Regions from separate parts of the Mus musculus genome. Here regions 2, 3 and 4 are each linked to region 1. Evidence: chromatin contacts called from public HiChIP or PLAC-seq and promoter capture Hi-C data. All regions are on one chromosome and are shown on one strand. The core of a region is the stretch at or near the end of the contact, and the rest is flanking DNA. Distances in the headings are between cores, read along the strand shown. Region 1 holds the start of Thnsl2 (threonine synthase-like 2 (bacterial)). Region 2 holds the start of St3gal5 (ST3 beta-galactoside alpha-2,3-sialyltransferase 5). Region 3 overlaps Reep1 (receptor accessory protein 1). Region 4 holds the start of Reep1 (receptor accessory protein 1).

What was found. Promoter capture Hi-C pulls out the DNA fragments that hold promoters and counts their contacts. HiChIP or PLAC-seq counts read pairs in DNA pulled down with a chosen protein or histone mark.
Region 2: an H3K4me3 HiChIP or PLAC-seq map of bone marrow-derived macrophages shows a contact between it and region 1, with 6 times the contacts expected there. The contact joins the promoter of St3gal5 here to the promoter of Thnsl2 in region 1. A contact is called at or near these places in 2 of 39 promoter capture datasets (pre-B cells and stem cell-derived epiblast-like cells) and 2 of 115 datasets of contacts at active chromatin or transcription factors (astrocytes and bone marrow-derived macrophages).
Region 3: a promoter capture Hi-C map of embryonic stem cells shows a contact between it and region 1, with 5 times the contacts expected there. The contact joins the enhancer-like site here to the promoter of Thnsl2 in region 1. A contact is called at or near these places in 3 of 39 promoter capture datasets (the 3T3-L1 cell line, cranial neural crest and embryonic stem cells), 1 of 15 datasets of contacts at CTCF or cohesin (stem cell-derived epiblast-like cells), 5 of 115 datasets of contacts at active chromatin or transcription factors (T-cell acute lymphoblastic leukemia, astrocytes, bone marrow-derived macrophages and 2 more) and 4 of 9 other capture datasets (embryonic stem cells, liver, macrophages and 1 more).
Region 4: a promoter capture Hi-C map of stem cell-derived epiblast-like cells shows a contact between it and region 1, with 4 times the contacts expected there. The contact joins the promoter of Reep1 here to the promoter of Thnsl2 in region 1. A contact is called at or near these places in 18 of 39 promoter capture datasets (the 3T3-L1 cell line, 3T3-L1-derived adipocytes, the HPC-7 cell line and 10 more), 2 of 115 datasets of contacts at active chromatin or transcription factors (embryonic stem cells and stem cell-derived neural progenitor cells) and 2 of 9 other capture datasets (adipose tissue and liver).

The regions. Positions count from the first base shown.
Region 1 is chr6:71,142,879-71,145,971 of GRCm38.p6, forward strand. It overlaps Thnsl2 (threonine synthase-like 2 (bacterial)), which reads right to left and starts at 1,502. Exons shown (of 9, transcript NM_001033929.2): 1 at 1,413-1,502.
Region 2 is chr6:72,095,932-72,099,024 of GRCm38.p6, forward strand. St3gal5 (ST3 beta-galactoside alpha-2,3-sialyltransferase 5) reads left to right here and starts at 1,677. Exons shown (of 7, transcript NM_001035228.2): 1 at 1,677-1,851. The coding sequence starts at 1,773.
Region 3 is chr6:71,768,822-71,771,914 of GRCm38.p6, forward strand. The region is part of intron 3 of Reep1 (receptor accessory protein 1); the gene reads left to right. Among named protein-coding and RNA genes, the nearest start is that of Mrpl35, 53 kb to the right of the region's middle. Within about 2 kb of position 1,455, at least 10 of the 459 cell types and tissues checked have an H3K27ac peak or open chromatin away from gene starts, as enhancers often do. A contact at or near this core is called in T-cell acute lymphoblastic leukemia and embryonic stem cells, where this site is marked.
Region 4 is chr6:71,706,100-71,709,192 of GRCm38.p6, forward strand. It overlaps Reep1 (receptor accessory protein 1), which reads left to right and starts at 1,582. Exons shown (of 7, transcript NM_178608.4): 1 at 1,582-1,902. The coding sequence starts at 1,871.

The DNA.
Region 1 (3,093 bases), core at 252-2,751:
CCAGGCAGGTCCCACCTTTTGACATTGCAACATAACTTTGCTATCTACAAAGTTCAGGCCTCAGAATGGTGCCATCAAGTTATAAGAGCAAGAGATACATGAAATCACATAATGTTTTAAGTAAGCTTAGAATTTTGTTTTGGGCCTCCCTATTCATAGCTATTCTCAGTCACATGCATTAGACATGCCTGAAACCAAGAATATTATCAAATAGAACCAGGGTGGATAATGTAATGCTGGGCAATGGGTATAAACAGAAATGACGTTAGGAATCTGGGACACAGGAATCAGCCCACATAGGAGTCCATGACATGGGACATAGGCACAGCTGCTCAGAAGGCAGAAGCAGGGCCAGGAGGTCAAAGGCTTAGCAGTGCCTTCAGTAACTGCAGGGAGTTCTGGAATGCTGTGAACAACGTTAGAGCAAACTGCCCTGAAATCCTTGCTGCATAAGGATTCTGGACCTGACTAAAGGAAATGCAGCCAGGGAGTTCTACTGATCAAAGGGCTGGGGGTGCTGGGACAGGGCAGAAGCAGGTGGAGCTATGAGGAACATTTTTCCAAAGCCCTGTCCTTGGTCCTCGGTAGAATGGACCACATGATACCCGGGCACTGAGGTGGGGATTCTGCAACCCAAGAAAGACATGAACAAGGCACAGAGGTGAAGAAAGCCCGGCTTGAGCTAAGCATGTGCCAGAATAAGAAGATGGCTTGATTAGCAAACAGTCCCAAGCTTCTCACAGGATTAAGGGCTGTCGGTCGGTTCTGAAAGATCACTTCAAGGGACAGCGCAGAAAAAGCTACAAGAAACAGCTAACGACTTTTTTTTTTTTTTTTTTTTTAAGACTGTTGTGTCAGGGCTCTGGACTCAGATCTCCGCTGTACTTTACTGTGATAATTACTTTTTGGAACGTTTCTGGATTTTATTCCAGAGCGGAGACAGGGCAATAACCACGATAAATAATAACAGTAATCCCGCCTTTGGGGCGGGATTCGGCGCGGCGGTAGCGGAGGTGGGGAGGCATGGAGTCTCGCCCCTAGTGGTAGATCACTACTCCTGGATTGGAGTTTAAAGCAAGGCCTGGGAGGGCGGGCGGTGTACACCCGCTGGCGAGCTCGCCGAACCCTAAGACCCCATCCCTACCCTCTGAACACAGCGCACTGTCCTGAGTTTCCGGGTTACTCCCACACTGCCGAACCCTGGCTGCAGGAGAAAAACATGAGAAATCCTCCACCCGCGCGGGCTGCTAGGGCTATTGGGGCTGCTGCCATCCTAAGGCCCCAGCTGGCTTTAAAACGGTGGCCCGGAAGCCAAGCTGAGCTACGGGACCAGGACAGCAGCCAGAAATCTGACGTGTCACCGTGGAGAGCGCGGGGTGGGGGGCACGCAGCAGAGAACTGGGCGAGGTTACCGTAGGGGCGCGGAGCTGCCTGGAGACCCGAGTCCAGTGGGCGACGCGCACAGCTCTGACTTCCCTGAGCCGGAGGTTCTGAGTTTAAAGCCAAAGCTGGGGAGGAGCTCCTACAGAGGGCGGAGGAGGGGGAGTGGAGAAGGGACTTCGGGGAGGGGTAGAAGACAGAGCTTGGAAGACAGGAGTAGGGGGGTCGGGTGGGGGACAAGGCAGACACCGGAACACTAGCCTTTGTGTTCAATGAGTGCCTTTCAGACTCTGGATTCTCTTTTAGACTCATGATCTTCGCTGAGACTCGATAGAATAAAAGACGGTGACATTTTGTTCTGTTTTTATTTGTTTGTTTACTTATTGAGAGACCTGTCTCTATGTAGCTCTGGCCACTCAGGAGATTGTATGTAGAGCAGGCTGGCCTTGAACTCACAAAGAGATCTGCCTGTCTTTGCACATCCCTTTCCTAACTCCTCCACCGAGTGCTGGGATTAAAAGCTTTGTTTTGTTTTTAGATGAGAAATCAGAGGGCAATGTGGGAAGAAGGACTTAGCCTTCCACCATTCCATCCTTTGGCTTTCAGGATTCTGGTTTACATAAATCCAAGAGCCTGTGCTAAAATCCACCAGATGGGTGCATCATTTAGCTAAAAAATTCTTAATAGAACAATACTATCTATAGAAGCGTAAGTCTGACTCAGTTTCCCCCTCCCCTTCCTTTTCTCTATGTTCTCCCCCCTTCTTCATGGAAGCTGGTTATACAGTAAAGGATGATCTTGAAGTCCCGATCTTCCATCTCCATCTCCTGAGTGCTGACATTACAGACTTGTGTTACCAACGGCTTATGCTGGGAATCGAAGCAGAACTTTGTGTGGGCTCGGCAAGCACCTTACCAGTGGAGCTGCAGTCTCAGGCCCTAATTTATTTTTCAGGGAGGGAAAAAAGCAAGAATTTGGGGTATTTTTTTCTCCAAACATGATCAAATGTCCCAGGATTTACATTCACGCTCCAAGATAAACATAGGTTTGAAGATGGACCAGACAAGTACAGTCTAAGATTTATTCTTAGCCCTGGCCTTGGCCTGGTCTTTGCCTGTCTCCTTCCTCCTCCTGAGGCCTGTGCTTATTCAAGTTGCCTGCCGTCTAGTCCTCCCCTACACAGGCCATCCACTAGGCAACAGTGTGTGAAGCTGCCCCTGAGTAGCCAGCTCAGTCTCCTGGTAGAAGGCACTGAGAGACTGTCCCTGCTCAGGATATGGGATAGGCCTTCTGAGTACAAAATGGGCCAGGGACTTGCCATAGAGTTGACAGAGGTCAGAGGCACCAACCTATTGAGGGATACAGGTCAGCCATGGACCTTCTCCAACGTGTTTCTGTACTTTCCATGAGGTGCATTTAACCATTCAGAAGCCAGGAAAACTGGGACTCACAAAAGTCAGCAGTGTTTGTTACAGTGTTCCCAAAGAAATCGCATCCAAGGACAGCCTCCCTGCCTGGCTCAGGCAGGCCTACAGGACAGCACCACCCTGGGGCCCAGAGGGAGCCCAAAGTTCTTCTGTGAAGTGTACTTTGACTTCTCACCAAGGAGAGGAGCTAAAGGCTGGAGACAACTAAGTTAATCATTAGGGGTTACTGCCTCTGGGGTGTTCAAGACAGGAACTCCAGGAAGAAGGCTGGACTTTGAGAGCAGGC
Region 2 (3,093 bases), core at 427-2,926, 950 kb after region 1:
TTTTTTTCCCTTTCTAGACTATTTCCAGTGTCCTCGCTTTAAAATCATACAGATTTGTTGTTTTGGATAGCCATGAAAGTAGAATCCACCTACTCCGTTCTTTCCTATGTCTTTATTCTTGGCATTGACTACCCAGAGAGCATCCCCCAGTTCCCAGGCGACCATGTTCTACTCTCCACCCTGGAGAAAGAGCAAAGAGAGCAAGCTGCTGTAAAAAGGAAAACTGATAACGGCTCTTGGCTCAGGGTCTAGGATCTTCCTTCTCAAAATGAGAGGGTTATTGTTCGGTAAAAGATGGATAGCCATGCTTGATTGGGGCTGGAGAAGGGAGTTCTAAAAGCTAGCCCAGGGCCTCTTCCTGTTTGTACAGGCTGACAAGCTTCCACTACAAAGCTTCAATTTTCTCAGCTGATACACAGATCTAGCACGGGACCTTGAGCAGACCCAAAAAGGAGTTTGCTATGCAGTCACCAAGAAAACTGGAGCTGTTATCTTGGAAAGCGTGCCTCCTGACTATCAGAATGCCCCTTTGTGGTTAAATGTTCTTGAGGTCGAAGGCAAGCTATTCCAATATAACAAAGACTATGGCACTAGGGGATTTCCCACACACACATGCAGTAACAAAGGGTCTGCATCCTCAGAAGAACTTGGCTACATTATATCATTTACTCTGCGCTTTGGATCCCTTTCTTGTCGGCTTTTCTAGAAGATCATGGGGAAAAATATCCTAAAAGGGAGATCCAGTCCGGTTTTAGGCCTTTTTAATGCACCAATTTTGGGATTTATTAAATGTGTTTTTAAAAATCGTATGGCATTTCCTTTCCAAAATAAGGTGTGAGAGGCCAGGGCCTCTCTAGCTTTCAGACAAATAAGATTTGAGCGCTCCAAGCCCAGGTTCTGTTCCTGCTTCGGCCTCCAAATGACTTCAAAGCTACTCACCCTCAGTCCCACACAGACCTCAGTTCCTTCTCCTGTTAAAACAAGTTGGTTGGCTTTGGTAACTAGCACAGTAACAACCGTGTAGCCTAATCGTTCTCAACCTTCCTAATGCTGCGACCCTTTAATACACTTCCTCAAGTTGTGGTGGTAACCCCTGACCATAAAAAGTATTTTCGTTGATACTTCATAACTGTAATTCCACTACTGTTGTGAATCGTAAATGTAAATAAACGTGTCTTCCATTGGTATTAGGCGACCCCCAGGTTGAGAACCGCTGATTTAGCTTGTCCTGGTATTTGTCTCTTGGGTCTCAGGAACCCAGGACCAGTAATTACCTGAAGACCAGTGGGCAGCTGGCGAATAAAGCACGTGACTACGTCAAGCCCCTTAGTTCCCCAGCTCCGACTCCTAATTGGATGCTCAGTCAAAGCCTTTAACCGGTCCAGAGCCACCTTAGGTTCTCCGGAACGCCTTCCACTATCTAATCACGCGCAAGCCTGGGGAGAGTTGAAGAGATCCCCGAGCGCGGGGCACCCTCATCCTAGGCTGCCTGGCGCCCCACCTACTTCTCGGCTGGAGTTGTCCCGCTCCCCCTCGCACTAGCAGTCGGAGGGGGCGGGGGGACAGTCCGCTCGCAGGCGGGGCCTCGGCGCACTCTGATTGGTCTCCCTTATCCTCGTGACGCGCGACCCCGCCCCCGCCTACCCCCACCCCCCTCAGCATCCGCGCGGGGGAGCGGACTGTCCGGGGCTGAATTGGCGCGAGCGCGGCGCCGGGGGCTGGCTGGGGCGCGGGGCCCCGGGCTGGCGGCTTGCCAGCGCTCCCTCCCTAGCATGCACACAGAGGCGGTGGGCGGCGCGGCGCGGAGGCCCCAGAAGCTGCGAAGCCAAGCAGCGGCACCTGCCTGCCGAGGTACGTGGCGCAGCCCCCAGTCGGCAGAGCGGACACCGGGGAGCCCAGATAGCGGCGATCCGCCTTTGCGATACCCCAGGCCCAGCGGCTCCTCCCCAGCCCTGCGACGCCGGACGCGCCTGCTAGGGGACACGGGCGGAGGGTCGCGGCCCCTGGCTGCCTACATGGGCGCCCCCGGCGCAGCCTGCGCAGGTGTGGACGCGGCGCTGCGGGTAAGGATGACCTGCCCCGCGTGGCAGGTCCAGCCAGAGTGGCCCTCTTCACGTCGCTTGGTTCTGGGATTTTAATTCATTGCTGGAACCTTCTGAGCCGGCAGAGTCGAATAGACTCAGTGTCTCCCTTGACTGCTTTGGGGAACCTTGTACAGGGTAACTAGTGGCGCCTGAACCCTCCTGGTGCATCCATGTGGGTAGACGTGCAGTGTGAAAGTGGGTAGCTTTCTGCTGGCAGAAATTCACTGGTGACCTTCCCTGCCCCCTCTCTGCGGCCAGTCCTGCGGAGGAGACACATTGGGAGACCGTTTTGGTTTCTTGGAAATTTTAAGCTGTGTCCTGACGAGGGGACGCGTTCTTTGTGCGCTGTTTTATTTGTTTGTTTTGCGGAGAGGGTGTTAGAGAACAATTGGTAGGACCCCAGTAAATGAAAGCTCTTGTCCCTACTGCACATCAGCTGGATGACCTTGGCAGACACTGATATCCTCCTGTGGGGAGCTTGCTCTCCAGGTCTGTACTGGAAGACTTAACTTGCTGTTGGCTTGGGTCTCTTCCACAATGAGTTTGTGGTTTTAACCATTTAGAATAAATATGTCAATTGGCGAGAACTCTGTAGAATCACTAGCTGACTTGGAAATGAAATTTTTATACCTTTCCCCCCAGTAATTCAGTCTTAATTCACATATATGAATTTTGCCTTTGCAAAATTAGGTGTAAATGTAAGTAGATGTACTTAAAAGGAGGAAGAGGCATTTTTATGTGTTGTGCTTTTTCTGGGACCGATGGGTTTCAGGTTCCTTCAGCCAAGAGCTGTGCTGGGTTTTAGACTTACAAAGGAAGGAGACTCACACTCATCTCTGCCCTCTGGTGTCTAGCCAAGCCTTCCCTTGGTTTATGACTGTAAATCCTCTTCTACCTGCAGCCCTACGCAAATGCTGGGCCTGAGAAGAGGGATTTGTCTGCTGAAAGAAAGGACCAGAAAAGTAGGTTTTGGTTTCTTTTGTGTAATTCCATATCCTGACAGCTCAGA
Region 3 (3,093 bases), core at 205-2,704, 630 kb after region 1:
TTTGTTTGGAGACAAGGTTTTGGTGTATAGCCTAGGATGGCCCCAAACTCATGATCCTTCTGCCCCAGCGTTTCGAGTGCTAGGACTTACAGGCAACTGTCACCATGCCCATTACACTACCCCTGACTATCCCAAGCCTTTCGAGGGCTTAAGGGCTGAAGCCTGGAAGTACATCCTCCTCTTATCCCTCCTCTTATCTGAGCTCTTCTACAAACCATTGATCACCCTATGCCTGGGTATCATCAAAGCAGTCTCCAACCCCACAGCCTTTAATCCCAATCCTCAGAAGGCCGAGGAAGGCAGAGCTCTATGAGTTTAAAGCCAGTCTAATCTACGTAATGAGGCCTGTGTCAAGGGAGGGATGGAGGGAGGGAGGGAGGGAGGGAGGGAGGGAGGGAGGGAGGGAGGAAGGAAAGAAGATAGAAGGAAGGAAAGAAGAGAGGGAGAGAGGCAAAAAAGAAAAAGAGACAAACCAGGCTCCATCACCAGGATAGACATGACTGCCTAATAGTGGCCTCCTATACAGTCTAGAGCTACTTGGTATCAGGTTGGGGACAGTGCTCAAAAGGCAGACCTACTGGCCACACCAAACACTGCCACCTGAATCTTCACTGTACTATGCTCTGTTGGTCTGCCTAGTGAAGGCCCAAGGAATGAACCAAAAGGTCCAGAAACAGGAAACTTTTTATTGTTGCTTTTTAAAGGTATTAGGAGTGTATTTGCGTGTGAGAGAGTATACGAATGTGTCTGCACTCGTTATAGGCATATGTGAAGAAGGAGTGTCAGATTCTCCAGAGATGGAGGTGTAAGCATTTGTGAGTCTCCCAGCATGGTGCTGGGAGCCAAACTCCGGTCCTCTGGGGAGCAAGGGACATCTTTTCAGACTTCTTGCTGAAGCTTTTAAAAGCTGCATCAGTGTGGGTGGATGGATTATGCTAAAAAGATTCTAAAAAAAAACAAGTGATCTATATAGCAAATGGTTCAGGGAATCAAGGTAGGCTGGGCAGTCCAGAGGGGCCCCTGGGAAGGTCAAATAGACATATGTATTTCCTAAATGCTAATGCTGTAGCCTGGGACAGAGGCTCTTAGTTGGCTGTGCAGTGAGAATGTGGTTACTCAGATCTAAATGACGGTTTCCTGCTATCTACAAAGTGCATACAGATCATCCACTCCTGAGTACCCGGACCATAGCCTCACTGGTGTGCATACAGAGAGAAGCACATACAGGGAGGTTTGCTGGAAGCTTGGCTTATGATGGATGCTTGTCATCAATCTCTTTCCCCGGGAGATGCTTACACATGTATAGGAAGCTATGAAAGAGACGGGAGCTTTCCATGTTCTGGTATGAGATGGTCCCCAATGTATACTGTTGATTCTGGGCAGATTAGGGAAAGCAAGGTGTCGGGGGTATAGAGAACAGAGAATGCCACCAACAGGCAGTTAAGGGAATCACAGGTACCCACCTGATTGAATAGGCCTAGCCCAATAAAGATTAAGAAGAGAGTCTAGAGGGCCTGGGTGGGAGGGAAGCTCTGTATGCTCTCGGATTCTTTAGCATTTCTTAACTATGCGCATGCATGACCTACTTTTTAAAAATTTCTTTTACACAATAACTAGGAGAGCTCTAGTGTGATTGATGGCTGTCCTTGGGACTGTCTGTGTTTCTTAGGCTGGTATGTGAACTTGCTGGATTCAGTAGCTTTCCCCTTGGACTGGCTAATAATTTGTCTTCAAAACAAAAGTTCCTCCATTCTTAATGAGCGCTGTGTCCCACTCTGGGGGTGGGGAGCATCGATCACGCCTCCCCTCTTTCAGCCCTGGTCTTTTGTAGCTGTGAAAGATGAACCGACTTTGCCGGGGAAGAACCCCACCCTCACCCCAGTTACTGGTGAATATTCAGGAAGAGCCTGCTAAAGCCAGAAAGCAGAGGGGCTTTGGTGAGGTGGGCCGCTGTCTGAGGAGAGGGAGCTGTATGAGTTTGGAAGGGCTCTGAAATGACTCGCTAGGGGTTGCTTTCATTTTTAGCTTCTTTCATCTGGGAAGGATGCCTGGGAAAGACTTACTTTTTGGTCCCTCAGACTAGCGTAAGAGACCCTTTTACCCACCGCATCTTATTTTAAGTAAGGATGTCTGGGGTTTGTTTTAAGTAGGTGTGGTCAGACTTGAGGACCTGAAAATGGCTGGCAGGAGGGAGATGTTTGTCCACATCAAAGATCCCTAGTAATAGGAAGTGCAGCACCACACAAGGCCACTAGGGGAGGTACCAGGATGGTTCTGGAGGCAGAGGCTTGCTGTCAGCATGGTTCCGTGAGAAGGATTTGGGTTCGCTATTGTAAGTGGTTCTGAGAGATAGGAGCATCTCTGGCTATCTGGTCCTGGTATGGGGAAATGCAAGCATATGCACAGTGGCTGAGAGTGTGAGATCCTGCAGGCTCTAGACTATTGACCTGCATGTAAAAGCTAAAGGTCTTTGAGCATAGACCTTTTCCTTACTCACCAGCCCTTTCTCATTTCCAGGGTCGGGAGGGTGCTAGAGAGAAGGCTCAGCAGTTAAGAGTGCTTGCTCCTCTCGCAGAGGACTAGAATTAGGTTCCCAACACTCATGTTAGGTGGCTCACAATCTCCTGTAACTATAACTTCAGAGGGATCTGACGCCCTCTTGTGGCCTCCAGAGTCACTGCACTCACATGCATAAACCTACACATAGATACACATACACACAATTTAAAAGTAAAATATTAGAAAAAAAAAGTAAGAAAGTTCAGAAGGAGCCTGTGCTAGTACTGGGAGCTCTTTCTTGGCTAGATCTAGGAAGTGGCTTACCCTGGCGAGGACACTTCCTCCAGAGTCAACAAAGCCTCGAGATGCTGTCAATGCAATTGTGCAGGTTATTCACAGCACCAGCTAGAGACTGGAGAGGTGGGGTTGAAATCTGGGTTAAACTCTGCTTACCACACCATGGCCCCAGTGATCTGCATCAACCTGAGGGGCTTGGCTTTTCCATTTTTTCAAAGACTTGATGTAGAGTAGAAGAGACACACCAGGACACTTGTCTCAGGTTGATGTTATTTTATCAGTCAATCTCTAACTGGA
Region 4 (3,093 bases), core at 332-2,831, 560 kb after region 1:
CTGCGGTATGAGGGTTCTATAGAGGAAGTGGTTTGGAACATGAGATTCAATAGCTGCCCAAAAGCGAAATGACCAACCTCCAAATGCTTCAACATTACATTAACCCCCTCTATATCACAAGTAGTTTATGGGTTTTTTTTTGAGACAAAGAAGACATACAGACAAAGAGAAATGAAAGAAGACAACTCTCTCATAGCCCCTTAATTGTCAGAAAGTATTTTCTATCTGTATGTTCATACACTTAAGGGGGGTGAGGGAGAGAGACTGAGACAGACTTGGAATCATGTAGTCCAGGCTGGCCTTGAACTCCCAAGTAGCCATGAATGACTTTGAACTCGCCTTCCTGTCTCCTCCTCCTGAGGGTGAGTGTTACAGGGTCAATTACCACGCCTGGGATTTGGAATGAGGGGGTTGGGATGGCCTTAGGATACTAGCCTGGGCTCCTGTTTCTACCTCCCAAGAATTGGAGTCATAGGCACATGTCACCGTGCATATTCTATCATATTTGAAGGCACTGCCAAAGTCCAAAGTCACCTTGCCTCTGCAAGAAGCCTCATTGGGCAGAGCTCCTTTAGAAAAAGCTATAAACTAGGTCTCTACAGAATTTCTCACACTGGGCACTGAATTTTACACAACTGAATATCTGCAAAGAAGAGCAGGTCACTGGAACCTAAACTACTGGAGGGAGGGAGGGAGCAGCAGAGCCCAGGGATAAAAAGGACAAAGGCTTTCAAGTGCTATTGAAGTTGGTTCAGGTCCATCCTCAGGATGAGCAAAGCAAGTCACAAAGCCTGGCTGCAAAATTTAAAGGGACACCATAAAATTCCGTGATCAAGACAAATCCTATATGATGCAATATTTTAAAAATGCATTGACGTGTTGATACTGAACGCGGTTTCCATTTTGCCCAAGATGCCACATGGCTCTGTTAACACTGCTGGGTCATGATGTATGATGCCCTTCGGCTCTCATAGCCCTCCGAGCTGAGGCTGGAGGACGAATCAAAGACAGAAGTGAATGTATGGACAGGGAATGTCTGAGGTGTGGGTCTGTGAGACCGCTCCCCTAGTGCTTGCCGCCATGGCTGATGATGGCCCGAGCTATCACCGGGACAACTGCATTGAACTGACTCCTGCATGTTGACCTCTGACGTGTGTGTGTGTGTGTGTGTGTGTGTGTGTGTGTGTGTGTGAGAGAGAGAGAGAGAGAGAGAGAGAGAGAGAGAGAGAGAGAGAGAGAGAGCTGCAGTAGAAACAACTGAAGGGACACGCGGTGACTGGTGATGGGGTTGCAGTCAAAGAGATCGAGTTGGGACACTAGAGCTGTCAGTAGGCAGACACTTGCTGAGATGTTGACTTATGGGATGCTAGTTGAAGGCTTCAGGTTTCTCCTGAGGCTAGCGTATTATCTAAGTGAAGAATGACAGAACCTCGTCTAGACAGGTGTAGGCAGGATTTCAAAGTCCAGATTCAGACCTCAGTTTCCCCACTTCACCTAGTGAAGGTGAGGCAGCCCTCCCTGGGGGTTCGGAGGCCCAGTGCACTGAGCCACCGCACCACACGGTTTCACAAGGAGGGCGGAGGAGGACCCGCCCTGGCTGCAGCTCTGGGGCTGGGACGATCGGAGCAGGGGCGGGTCGCGCTGGTGCCCTCACCGCTAGCCGCCCAATCGCCGTGGGCCCGCGGAGCCCCTGGGGGCTGGGGCAGCGGGCGGAACGTGCCGCGGCTGCGCCAACGCGCGAGCGCGGGGCCGGACCGGGCGGGTGCGCTCAGTCTGGCGGCAGCGGCGGTGCACAGACAGACAGACGTGCCGGGAGCGCAGCACCGCCCGCAGCCCAGCAATCCGGGCCGCGCCAGCCCGCCCGCCCGCCATGGTGTCGTGGATCATCTCCAGGCTGGTGGTGTAAGTGGCCTCTTCTCCTGTGTCCCTTCTTCCCTTCCCTCCCGATCCCCATGTCCCCTTAGGGCCGCGCGCCCCTGCGAACCACCAGCCCCGGGTCGCTAGCTATTAATACCCGGCGGTCGCTAAATTTAGCAGGTACAGTAGCTGCCTGGGGACGCGGGCAGCGCGAGGCGGCGTAGGACGCGCGACGCTACAGACCCATGGGTAGCCGCGGGCGCAGGCGGCGCCTTGCAGGGAGACCGGGGCGTGGGTCCCCGCACGATGGTGGAGTTGCCGGGGCTGGGCAATGGGTCTCGCCTTCTCTCTGTTGCTTTGTTCCATTCCGGGTGGGGCGGATTTGCAGAGGCCCCGAGTGGGTGCTCCACGCGTTCTCTCTCCTTTGGAAGAAAATGCCTTGGGCTCGCCTGCCGCCGCGCTTTGTCGGGTGAAAATGACATACAGTCCAGACAAGCCAGGGGCGCTGCCTGAAGGGGTCATCGCGGAGATGAGTAGCCAGATGGAGGTGGGGCACTCAATGAAGTGGGAAAATACTCCTTTTTAGGTTTTTCAAATAGACAGAGGCAAAGGCAGGTGGCAAGTACATTAGTGTGCATCTTGGAGTAGATGTCTTCCTTCCTCTTGCCTGCTCTCCTTTGCAGGGGTTTGAGAGACAGGGGCAGGCATCTCTAGGAATGCACAGGGAAATTTCCGAGTGACAGACAGCACCCCTTCCCCCCACCCCCCAAGGGCGGTGGCAGTGATACCTCCCAGGCGGTGCAGGAGAGCAGAGTCATCTGGGGTGAGGCCTGTATGAAGTCCTTGGGGGATGTGTGATGGGGACTTTTGTTTTATTTCCAATATTGCCTCTCACCTTTCTTACCTGGATCTGGAAGATTGATTTAGCACCTGCTTAGGGGACCTGGGACTGAAATGGGTCTGGGGGTGGGGGGGCTTGGATGAGGAACACGTGCCCAGCATTTTCTTTGTCTAAGAAAGAGGGGCTATTAACTCCCTTTGACAGTGCAGGGCACACACATCTCTTTTCTCCTCTTCTGAACTGATTTGCAAAGCCATCCAGGAGAGCCGTCTTTAAAGTCCTGGCCATTGTCTCCCAGGCATCATTCTGCCCATTGCTCCCAAAGCCCATCAAGTTACTCCACAAGGGTCTCTCCAACAGCTGTTGTCAGCTGCTGGGGGTTTGTTTTGTACCTT